Linked DNA regions of Capsicum annuum: region 1 is linked to region 2. The links are chromatin contacts, called in public Hi-C maps. All regions are on one chromosome and are shown on one strand. Each heading gives the region's core, a stretch centred on a gene start, on an enhancer-like site or on the middle of the called end of the contact. The rest is flanking DNA. Distances are from core to core; before and after follow the strand shown.

Evidence for each region. Hi-C and Micro-C count contacts between places; a contact is called where the count stands out from the background.
Region 1: a contact with region 2 is called in a Hi-C map of placenta, with 4 times the contacts expected there. The contact joins the promoter of LOC107858871 here to the enhancer-like site in region 2. A contact is called at or near these places in 2 of 5 Hi-C or Micro-C datasets (leaf and placenta).

What each region holds. Positions count from the first base shown.
Region 1 is chr2:104,302,373-104,309,048 of UCD10Xv1.1, reverse strand. LOC107858871 (subtilisin-like serine-protease S) reads right to left here and starts at 2,096. Exons shown (of 12, transcript XM_047406582.1): 1 at 2,079-2,096; 2 at 1,729-1,854; 3 at 1,504-1,601; 4 at 1,301-1,398; 5 at 997-1,155; 6 at 311-422; 7 at 1-222. The coding sequence starts at 1,809.
Region 2 is chr2:104,133,907-104,140,221 of UCD10Xv1.1, reverse strand. No RefSeq gene overlaps it. Among protein-coding and RNA genes, the nearest start is that of LOC107858870, 32 kb to the right of the region's middle. Within about 2 kb of position 3,236, at least 1 of the 5 cell types and tissues checked has an H3K27ac peak or open chromatin away from gene starts, as enhancers often do.

The DNA of each region.
Region 1 (6,676 bases), core at 847-3,346, 170 kb before region 2:
CAGGTTTTGTACGCTGCTATCCTGGCCATTGGGGCACCACCTCTGGCTCCTCCAGATGCCAAACCTTTGTAATTCATATTAGCTACGTAACGCCCTGCAGCAGTTGAAGCTGTATGACTTCCATGACCAGTACTATCCCTCGGAGACTTAAATAACACTGTCTTTCCATCATCTTCTTCAGCTGCATAGCCACTCATATAATATCTAGCCCCAATTATTTTCCTATAAAAGACGAAGTTCTTATTGCACTTATCATCCACTATATAACAAAACATTAAACTAAAAGAAATGATCGGCAAATAAAGGAAACCTGTTGCATGTTGATGTATTGAATACTTCCCCTGATTGGCATTGTCCTTTCCATCTAGTTGGCACTGGAGGCATGTTGGTGTCACTAAAACTTGGAGACTCAGGCCAAATTCCTGTTTCAGTAAATGTTTAAGAGCTTAACCTCAAGATCTAATTAGTTCAAAAAACAACAGAAACAAGGAAGCTGGGGACCAGGTTAAAGATAAACTGATAAGGTTGTGGACAGAGAGATGACTTTGTATTGAAACATGTCACTCTAATGGATAGGGCCCCTTCCCAAAAAGTACATCAAGCAGTTCAACAAATGCAAAGAAGAAACTGGGAAGTTGAGAAATTGAATAAACTTGGGCTAAAGAAAATCTAAGCAAACATATCCCATCATTGCCAAATGATTGAAACAAGAATTGATTGATAAGTGATAAAACTTCTACAACAGTAGATGAAAAGGAATCAGAATACTAAAGGAACTACTTTCCCCATGTTCAAAAGTTCAACCACATGACAAACTTAGCACTTTCTCAAAGTTATATTATTGTACTCTTCTTAAGAAAAGTAACAAAGACAATAGCCTTTTACGTGACGACTTGGTTTGTGCCATCCATCACTAAACGACCATATCTTTCACCTAACTGGGAAAAAGATTGCTGCAATTAAGATAACTTGAGCTAGTGGAACAAGAGAAATCACCTGTATCAATGAAACCAATGATTACATTAACTTGGTTCTTGGTGGAAAAACCTGGGATTTCCATTGTTTCATCATCACTGAGTCCCATGAAATCCCATGAATGAGTTGTATGCAGATTCCTCTTAGTATTAGGAAATACAGATACCACTCCAGGCATTTCTGTTTCGTTTCAACATTAAAGACAAATTTTCGTATCAATCTCAAATAGTGGACTGAGTGCAAACCATCAAAGTAGGTAAACAAAAGGGCAACCCGATGCACTAAAGCTCACACTATGCATCACGGGGTTCGGAGAAGGGCTTACTGGACATTTCAGAAGCCTGTGCCTCAGTCAACTTGGCTGCAAAGCCTTTAAAACCATGCCTATAACTGTATACATGAGAAGTCTTGGCTTGTTCAACGCTGCAAAGATTACCACTTAAGTTTTTTTGCCAAAAACAAAACCAGGAAAAAAGGGCAAAAAACTCATAGCCAAAAGTAAAGAAAAAAAAAAAAGAAAAAACTTACTTTCCTCTATGAATAGCAGTAAGCATTTGATGATTTTGCCTTAAAATTTCATCTGGGTGTTCATCATTATCTTTGCTTCCCATGTACACCACATATAACTGAACAAATAAAAAATCAAAAACTCAAGAACTTCACCAACTATTCACCTTTTCTCAAAACATCATTCAAATATACATCCTTAATAACAGCAAATAAAAACCCATGTTTCCATAGAGCCAAGATTACCTTTGAAGAAAAGCAGAGACTAATATGTCCAAGAAAAACACAAAGAAAGAGTAAAAAGAGAGTCTTTTCTGAAACACCCATGTCCTATTTTTGTTGTATGAGGCTAGTAAAAGAATGTGTTATCAACTGCAAGAAGGAAAAAGATGATATTTTATAGCAAGACAAAACAGAGAGAGAAAGAGAAAGAATGATTTGAAATAAAGAGAGAAGGGGGAGAGAGATTGATTATTCAGTGTCACAGGTATACTGTGGTAGTAGTAGTAGTCGTACTACACAAGTATATTTTTCTGTTATACAAAATTAGTATAGCGTAAAACAGTATCAAAAAAAAAATAAAAAAAATTCGTCACCCCATTATAGTGAAAAATCTTGTAGCACTGATACAAGGCATCAAAAAGAAAATGGAAACGTGAAGACTAGAGAGGGGAAGATAGTGGTGAGTTTGCTTTAAACTGAACCAACCACGAGGGACTCCACTACGTAAGGGAGAGACCGCAGCAACAGTTAGTCAGTAAGTAGACCGTTATAAAGGAAAACACCATTATTCCATTCTTGTTTCTAGTAATTATTCCCTTGCTCTTGTTAATTCGATATATTTTATTAATAATGTTAATGAATTGCTAAAGTAGATTGATTAATGAAATATCTATTTTTGATATAACGATGGTGTAAAATTAAATGAAGAGGATAATTAGAAGTGCTACGTGTCCGTGGAAACGCTATTATTACAGGTGATAATAGTATAGAATAATAGATGCTGAACCAAGGAATGTGGAGAAAGTAGTAGTACTAGTGGCTACTGCTCCTAGTAGGATATCCCCCAATTTCCACTCATTATTTTGCCCATTAACCAATGTTAATTCTTCATGGCTTCTTTCGCATGGTCAAGACAACAACAACAAACTCAGTGTATTTCCATAAAGTGAGGTTTGGGGAGGTAGAATGGACTAGGTTTGGGGAGGTAGAATGTATGTAGTCCATACCGCTATCTCTAAAGAAGTAGGGAGACTATTTTTGATAGACCCCCGATGGCTTCTTTCGCATCATGAGGTTGATATATTCCTCCGATTCAAGTAACACTATTTAAGTATTCTCTTCGTTTCGGAGTTTAAGAAAATATATATATATTTTTTAATTTTGTGGTTCTAAATTAAATTATATCAAATGTACTGAATGTTTTTAATCTTGTGGTTTTAAATATATTATATGAAAAGTTGAAATTAAAGTATTTATATAAAAAAAAATAATGCTTTTTTTAAATGAATTAAAAAAAAATAAGTTATCTTTTTTTAAAACGGAGGAGGTACAAAGATTTTTTAGAAAAAAAAGATATAAAAAATTTTGAAATTTGTGATCTATAATGTTATTTTTTGACTATTTTTCTAGTATAAATTCTAATTACTTTTTTTAATATTTAAAAGATGACTTTTATGATTAAATTATTTTAATTATAAAAAATAATATTCTTTTTGAGACAAAAGTAAAAGAAAAGTGTGCCATTTGACTTGGAAGTTGGAACAAAAGGGGAATTATTTTGGATAAAAATATGTTTTTACGCAATCAGTTTAATTATTAATTATGCCAATTATGTGTAGTTACCTTTAAGCGAACGGGTTATTTTTTACATGGATGCAGTAACCTTTTTGATATGTACACGGAGGTAAAACGATACACAAGTTAATTTATAAAATTAAACTAGTAATATTAAAAATTAAAATAAAAGAAAAACTTGTTTGATTGTATTAAAAATAGTATTGAATATAGAGTATTAGGAATATTGAGATAAAATTATACAAGAATTATTTCTTATTCACTATTTAGTTTAATGTATTAAAAATAGCATACGTGATATAATATTTTAAAAAATATATTGGTAGTTATAAAAATACCTTGCACATTCCTTAGTTATGTATACTATGAGTGATTTTAAGGATAATTTTATCTTTAATCACACATAAGTTACGAAAGCTGCCAAACAAAAAGTTAAATCACTATGTAAAAGCTAATACCAGTATTATTTTCTTTTCTACAACCCAACGAACCTTTATATCACGATTCACGGGAAGGGAAGTATTGATACATTTGGTCAATGGTCAAATTACCAGATAAAGCACTTAAAATATTTGAAAACTTCAGATTCTATAGAGTTCATATTTTAGGTTTTACTTATTAAAAGCTATATATGACCCTTTTTTTAAACCTCTGATCTGGCTTTGATTTTAATGGACATGATAGAGTATACCCTCCAAATGATCAAAGAATTCCTAGCAAGCTAAGGGAGGATGTTACCCGATTTAGTGGTTCAAGTTTCATATCAAAACTTGCTTGGGAAGAACAAGAATAAAAAAAAAAAGAGTTGTTCTTTACCCTTTTTCACTTTTGTTGAACAATATTATAAGGACGAGTGGGTTGAAAGTGTGGAAGTTATGTTTAGATTGAAGTAGAGATGAATTACTAGATAATCCTTTTTACTATGTACAAGTTTTGGTAAATAAAGTACCCCATATTTATATGTGAAATTGTTGAGATGTGTACAAATTAAATTGGCCGCACATCATATAATTAAAAAAAACAAAAAAAGGGCTCTATCAGGACATAAAAAAAGGACAGCTCGGCGTATTAAAGCTTCCGTTATATATAGGGTTCGAGGAAGAACTCGACCACAAGGATCTAGTTGCATTTATGTCGAAAACTGTTTTCAAAGCTTGAATTCGTGATCACATGACAATAACTTTACCAATTACTTAATCTAATACTGGTAATGAAAAGTTGAGGACATTCATCATCATATATATTGGAGTACCAGAAATGTAATTATTATTCACCAGTAACATTAATTATAGTAGTCATCAACATTTGGTATCTAATTCTATTTGAGCTTTAGCTAGTTGTACAACTTTTTCATCATCTTGTAAAGGGAAAAAAGCTTGAGTGCAAGCAATTCAACCATAGAAAAATATTAATCGGAGATTTTTCCATATTCGGTACAATTGATGATGAGATACAGTTAAATAATCATAGGTGCCTTAGTGCCTTATGAATTATGATGATAAATAGTACAAGACTCATGTGTTGGCCCATTTTTTTTTAAGATAAAAGGTCAACTTTGTTTCTTTGTTTAGTATACAAAAAAAAATATTAGTTTTATCTTTTGTATCATCCATAAAAAAATATCACGGTGTTACCTAAATGACTTAAATATAAACAATACCCTTCTTCATTAGGGATGCATGTGGATGTCCAATATCACAGACATGGCATTAATATTTTACTGAGATGAATATCCTTCTTCATTAGGGATGAGGATGTCTAAGGTGGACGTCCGATGTCATGAATATGACACTGACATTTTAATGAGATGGATATCACATTACACTAATTCTCTTAATTCCCTCTTGATATCTTATTATTTGAGTAGAAAAAAAAATCTTTTAAATTTTTTTTATGTATAAAAGTAAAAATCTTTGATTAAAAAGATCAAATTAAAAAATAATAATTGTGAACGACTAAAAATCAGGGGCGGCTCAAGCAAATATGTGGTCTTAGGCCAAAATCGAACGGAGGTCTTACGTTTTTAAGAAAAAATAATTATTTTCATAAAGTCTATTTTTTTAATTTTATAATCAATTTCTTCTAATAATTTTTTAATTAATAATAGAGTCAATGCATTAATTTCTTGACACAGAGTATTCTAAACTAAATATATCAAACTCCATCTAATTTTTTTTATATAAAAATTTTATTTTTTTTATAAATAATATTTAATATATTTTTTAAAATTTATAATTTATTATTACTAAAAAAACGAGGCCTTCACATTTTGGGGGCCTTAGGCGGCCGGCTTTTTTCCCAAAGGGTTGAGCCGCCGCTGCTAAAAACTCATTTCTTTCTTCCGTCATATTCAATAATTCTATTTCAACAACTAATCATATTATTTTTCATGTCATAATTCATAACCTAATATTTGCTGAATTCACGGAAGAATGTTGGAAACATGCATGAAATGAACGTAGCAAAAGAAACAGTAAGGACCATTGTTTTCATTGATTTAATTTTCCACTAATCTAGATTTATTCCATCGTTAAAATATAAATAGTAAAATTAATAATTATAAAATTTCACCTATAGCTAATTTAGATCATTCTTAACTAACTTCTTAATCTAACTTTTAATTAATAATTTCAATCTATAGAAAGTAATTAATGTCTACATGTATTTAGGGATCATTTATATAAATACATAAAACTTTTTTTTTTTTAGTTACAATAACAAAAGCAAGAGATTAAAAATGAAAGGAATAGCCATCAACATCTATTAATTTCTCCAATTTTTTCAAAATGATCTTTTCATAATCGAGCATTAAAGCTCACTTAAGCGAATTTGTAGCAGAGAATTCAGTGAACAATTATAAAAGAGAGAGAGAGAGAAAGCAATTCATCAATAATTGATAACAAATAAATTTAGTATAATTCGATTGTATTCAAGAATATTGTCTGCTTCGTCTTGAATTTCTAAAAAAAAGTATTGCATAAAGATATAATACATAAACTGAATTATATATAGATGTCAATTTCACAGAATGAATATGTGTGCGTTGTTTTCGTATTTGGGTTTGTCATTCAGTTTTGATGAGTGAATACGAACGTGAATTTATTTGGATTAATGAGACTCGTATTTTATTTTGTATTTGATTGTATGTTCAACTAAGTTGCTTTATATTTGATTATACAAAACAAATATTTTATACAAATCAACAACAGACTATACAACTTAATTATATATACAAACACATGATAATTGTATATAAATAAAAATAATCCATTAATGTAGGGTGATTTTTTTGAATAATAGATTTAATAACGAAAAACACTATATTCACTCCCATTATTCTCTCCTTCTTTCTCAATATTCTTTCTTTCTTCCCCCAATATTATTTTTTTCTTATCAC
Region 2 (6,315 bases), core at 1,987-4,486:
CATGTTATTTTGTTGTTGTTATTCAGTACACATAGCAGGTACTAGCCATGGGTTAGCTTGTGGTCACTTGTGACTGTAAGCACTGTGTGGCGTCCAGGGTGTACTCCCGGGCTATTACAGTGGTAGTCCCAGGGTCCTCCACATCAGTATAACACTTGGGATATGGCAAAAATGGGTGAGTCATCCATCTTTCGGAAGGTATTTACTTATATGTTGAGTCTTTCAATATATGGTCCAATCGGGAGCTTTTTTCCAATCTAGATAGTAGTTTTCATTAGAGGCTACGTAGACGAGAGTTGAGTATTGTATTATCATAATTGCGTTGATACATTTTGGATTATAAATTTCCATTGAATATTATTATATCCTTCCACACATTAATTTATCTATGGATTATGGTTATGATACATGCTAAGGGGTCTCTCGGGCCTTGATGGTTTGAGATACCCGTCGCGGCTAGGGCCTCGGCTCGGGTCATGACAGTTTTTGATATATATTTCAGATGTGATTATGTTATAATATTGTATTACTTTATCCCTAGTATATGGTTAGTCTCTCAGTGTTTAGCAATGACGATGGATTAATCTATAAATTTCTAAGGATTTAAAAATGTCCTAGGAGATTAAGGACTGTTGTGGTGTCCCGGGGTGTGATTAAAGAAGAAATATCTAAATACATAAACTAAAGAGAAAGAGATGAAGGGGGTAATAAATTTTAAAAAAAAAAAGTATTCATTTGGGAGAAAAATTACTTTTGATAAAATCACTACTACACATGATTAAAGATTTTGAAGAAGGAAGTACTGAGTAGGATATTACATCATATTTGAAATAAACGAATGTGAGATTTTGGTAGTTCTCACATCAAATTTTTTTGTCAATTTTTTCTTTAATTTATATTTTAATTACTCTATAAATTTTCATCCATTTTGATAAATTTGAACAATTATATGGGTTTATTAAATTCTATAAAAGAGATGAGTCGTGAAAAAATAATAGTGACGCCATAAAAACTATTTATACACTCAAATTTAAAATTAGACCAAGAGTTTATTGTCTTTCTATTTCACAGAAATTTTTGTTAATCTTACCTCAAATTTTTATTTTTCCTAACAAATTTATAATGGGCAAATAATTAAAGTATCGTGGCATTCCCTTTCTAACTTAGTACATGCTTAATTATTAAATAATTATATATATATGTAGCTAAAAATATTTAAAATTTTAATTTAAAAAAAAATATAATTTAACCCTACAAATATTAATGATACTAAATAATGAAAAATAAGAGTAATTCTTTTTCATATTTTTTGATAATGAATTTTTTAAATAAAAAATGATATTATCAACATTTTATAGAATTTATGAAAAAATAAGTGATTTAACATGAAATATTAAAGTTTCCTGCACGTTTAAGAAGTATCTAACATAAATTTCTTAACATGTATTTGAGAAAAAAAAAACTTTGTTTTATAAAAAAATAGTAACTTTTTAATTTCGTTTGTATGATTTAATATGAAGGAAAATCTAAAAAAAAAAAAAATTGTTGAATAAAGTTTTTTAATTATTTAATTAAATTCTATCATTATTTATAAGTTAACTTTATTGATGTAATCATACAATAATCTACAGTGTTAAACATTTATTAAATTACTTTGAATGTCAGAATTATTTTTTTTATATAATAAATAGATTAATCAATATAAGTTTAATTGTGAAAAAATTAATGAAAAAGAATTAAGAAAAAAATGATGAAGTTAATTCAACATAATATAAAATTTGATTTGGATCATTAATGACTTTAACCTTCAAAACTACTAGTAAAATTAAAAGAAAAATAGTGTTGGTTCATGCATGTGATTGAGATTAAAAAGAAAATCTAACATAAACTCTAAGAAAAAAAATTATTCTTTTAATTCACAAAAAAAAATTATTTGATTAATATTAAAAATATTGAGATATGTTCAAACTATATTTACAATTAATATAATGTCACAAAAATAAAAATAAAAATAAAAATAAAAAAAGAATAGCAATAAGATTAAAAAAATAAGTTTACAAATACAAAGTTTGACGTCTGTGTAAAATTTATTTCTATGATATGATAGAACTTTTATTTCAATGTATGTGATCATAGTTCTCCTACCAATATAATTTTCATAAAAATAATTAAGCTAAATAAGATGAAGGATATTTTTGTAAATAGTCTATCTATTCTTAGAAAGAATTTAATACATATTATTTTTAGTACCACAAATCAAACAACCACTAAAAGATAATATCGGAATATCTAATTTCAAGACAACTAATCACAGTATAACTAATCCCAGCATAACTTATTTCCAAACCAAACGACTCCTAACAATATATTTCATCCGTCCAACTATATTTTTTCACTACTGATTTGAAGACAAGTTAAGAAGCAAAATAAATAATTAAGTGTAATTTTACTATATCATTTTTTGAATATAATACAAGTCAAGAAATGCATTGAATGATTGATCGTATTTAATAGTAGGGGTAAAATGTATAAAAATAAATAAATTATTTATAGATTTTTCAAAATAAAAATGAACAAATATTATTCGACATTTATTTTAATATAATGAACAAGTAAAAAATAAAGAATGAAGTAATAATTACTATAATTATAATGACAAAATGTAATCCATTATAAATAAGACTATATATATATACTCCAAGTCATGCTAGCTGCATCATTTACACAAAGAAACCCCAATGGGGTCTTATAATTGGAGTCCATTTCCCATCATTTCACTTATGTTCCTTTCTTAATCATCCTTATTTAATATCATGATTTGTTGTTCTTTTAATATGAATATTATTAGCCTTCCATTTGTGTCCGTTACTAAAGAGTAAAGAATGTTCACCTACAAGTTAGCTTTACACTTTATAGTATCACAAAACCATAACGCAATTAGTGGAGGAGATTTATAATTACTTAATTAGTGTTTTTCCCTTGAGCTCACAGTGGAGGATTGCTCTCATTATTTCTTCTTGTTAGTCTCTACTTCTTTTGTTCGGTTAGGCACTAATGTGTAATGATTATTTCATGATAGTTGATTGATTAATATATTACCGTTATTTCAATATTGCTTGCATAATTGAAAGAGTAATAATGCTGTATTAAATGTTGTGTAGCACTTATTACTGGTAGGGTAAATGAATTGATGGGCTCAGCATGAGTACATGACTAATGATATTTACTGATGGGTCAACTTTTCACTCAGGCCCAGCCCAACACGAAAACTACAATGTCAAGAACAAACATTATATTTTGGACATAATATCACACAACTTATCTTTACTAAACTACATAAAAATTTTACCTTTTTTATTAATCTAAAATTTACATATATACACAAACTAAAGTTACCTTATTACATTAAATTCCAATTTGGTAAAGTATTTACACAAATCCCAAACAAATTACATAAATTCTTTTTTTTTACTTTCTCTCTCATAAACCTTATACATCTAAAACACGGTAATTTCTTCCGTATTTTGCTCCCATATGCTCCCATTACACACCTGTATTCTCCTCCATATTTGAAACCTTTTTTTCACGGCAAATTTCAAGTAACGTATACTTGGAGGTTACCAAGTTGTAAGTTTTCAAGCTTTAATTGAGTTTACTGATTTACTTTATTTTTTTTATTTCAACTTTACCAATTCAGAATTTTTTTTCGTTTATTCTTTGGTTGCATGTTGGTTTGTATGAAATTACCGTATTTAGCAATCATATTCAAGTTTCGTAGTTTGATTTTTTTTTATTTTTCTGCATATACTACAAGTTAGATCTTTGATTTAATTGGTTTGTAGTTTCTTTTGCTTAATCGATATAGTGTAAAATTGGTAATGGATTCTCATCCTAACTTTAGTTTAGGACTTAGTCAGTTAGATTCTCAAAAACAAGATATTTTCGTTGGTTTTGTTCCATGTACATTTGATTACGAAGAACCCAATTTCATAGAGAATCGTTCAAAGCATCGGAACGATCCGACAATAATGAAGAAATTGAAGGAAGTGGTCATTTCTATATCGAAGAAGTAAGGTTCAAAAGTGGCAAGTAAGAAGAAGGTTGATGATTCTGGTCGACCACGTCTTCCGAAGGTATTGATTAAATTATACATTACTTATTTTGGAAGACTAATGTATAATATTACTATTCTGATATATATATTGAATATGTTATACATTGAAAGTTCTTATTACATATAAGAGGCATTTTATGTTTTATGTGGTATTATAGAGTAGAAAGTTTTTATATTGTATAAGGTGTTTATACATTCTGAAAAGCTTATATGTCATACATGTTTAAGGTGAAAATGTGTAGTATGACATTATACATTACTAATTTTGGAACACTAATGTATAATAGTACTATTCTAATATATATATATATATATATATATATATATACATATATACATATATATTCAATATGTTATACATTGGAGTTCTTATTACATATAAGAGACATTTTATGTTTTATGTGGTATTATACAGTTAGAAAGTCTTTATATTGTATAAGGTGTCATTATACATTCTAACAAGCTCATATGTCATACATGTTTAAGGTGAAAATGTGTAGTATGATATTATACATCACTTATTTTGGAACACAAATGTATAATATTAGTATTCTGATATATATATTCAATATGTTATACATTGGATGTTCTTATTACATATAAGAGACATTTTATGTTTTATGTGGTATTATACAGTTAGAAGGCCTTAATATTGTATAAGGTGTCATTATACATTCTGATAAGCTTATTTGTCATACATGTTTAAGGTGAAAATATGTAGTCTAACATTATACATTACTGCATTTTATTTTTTAACTGTATAAGTTCCCCTCATATATGTGTAACTGTTGTGTAATTAGGGTCTTTTTTTTTTATTTTTTCAGGGCATGAAATACCATATTTACAAAGTCCCGGATCACCCATTGCATATCGGTAGCTTATGTAACCATACTTTTGGTGAAGACATAAAGACGTCTTTCGGAAAAGATGTTTTAGGGGCATTTAAGAATACAATTTTTTGGGATATTTCTCGACTTGTCTCAGTCCAACTAGATAGGCCAGATTTCAAAATATCTCCTTATGCTACAAATCCAATAGGATAATAAGGACGAGATTCATGTGTGGGTGCAGGGGAACATCCTGAAATTTACGATGCTTGAATTTGTCATTATCACCGATGACCGGTGATATTGATGAGTATATGTATACTTCATCGGCAAAATTCTCTTTGATGTCGAAGTATTTTCCTGACACTGAAGGTGGAATAATTAGGTCAAAACTGATAACACATGTGAAGATGAGAAACTTCGATAACTCTGAAGATGCTCTGAGCCTTGCGATATTATTCTTTGTTAATACATTTCTGTTTTCTCTTCATCACGAAGCACCCATTAGTTTATCTCACTTTCATATGGTCGAGGATAATCGGTACAAACACTTTCCATGAAAAAAGATTACATTTGAAAAGTTGATGAACTCCTGGTGGCAGGATTTCAGAGTCGCAAAGCAGTTATATTCGTTGGGTGGAATGCCACATGTTCTAAATGTTTGGATGTTTGAGTGTTTCTCTAGGATAGATAAAAAAATTGTTTTGTGACGAAGAAACATCATCCCAAGAATACTCAACTGGTCTGTGGAGTGTACCAGACCTAAGTATGAATCTTTTATGTCTGGCTTGTTCAGTAAGGTAATTGTATAACGTGTTAATTATTTTCAGTTTCAAGTCATTTTATTGACGTGCAAAGATTTCATTTTGAAATTCATTTTTTCAGTATTCTTACAAGAATTTACAACTTACAAGCGAAGAAGTTCGTAGTTTAAATTTGTTTTTTTCCAAAGATTTTGAGATATTTGATCCAACATCTGCTGCTTTCATATCTGTTGCTCGAACGTTGAAAAGGTCAGTTGATGAAGATCAACTACATGTTATCACTGTAGCTGAAGACTTTGATGATTTCAACACTATACCAACACGAAAATTTCTAAGAAAGGTTAGTTTAGCTTTACCTGTATCGCCTGAACAAGCATCGAAGAGAAAAAAAACAATTATGTTTCAGAAAGTTAGTCCAAGGGTGACGGATGAAGAGAAATCTACACGTGCTCATTCAGTACGTTATGTGTCTGGTATGTTTTCTAAAAACCAAGAGGAATCAACAGATAAAAGAGAAATTGGTGTGTCTCCTAAGCGTGACCAACTCAAGTTTGTTCCTTTATCTTCCACAACGCCTGAAGGGACTTCAAAGTTTACTTTAAATATGGAG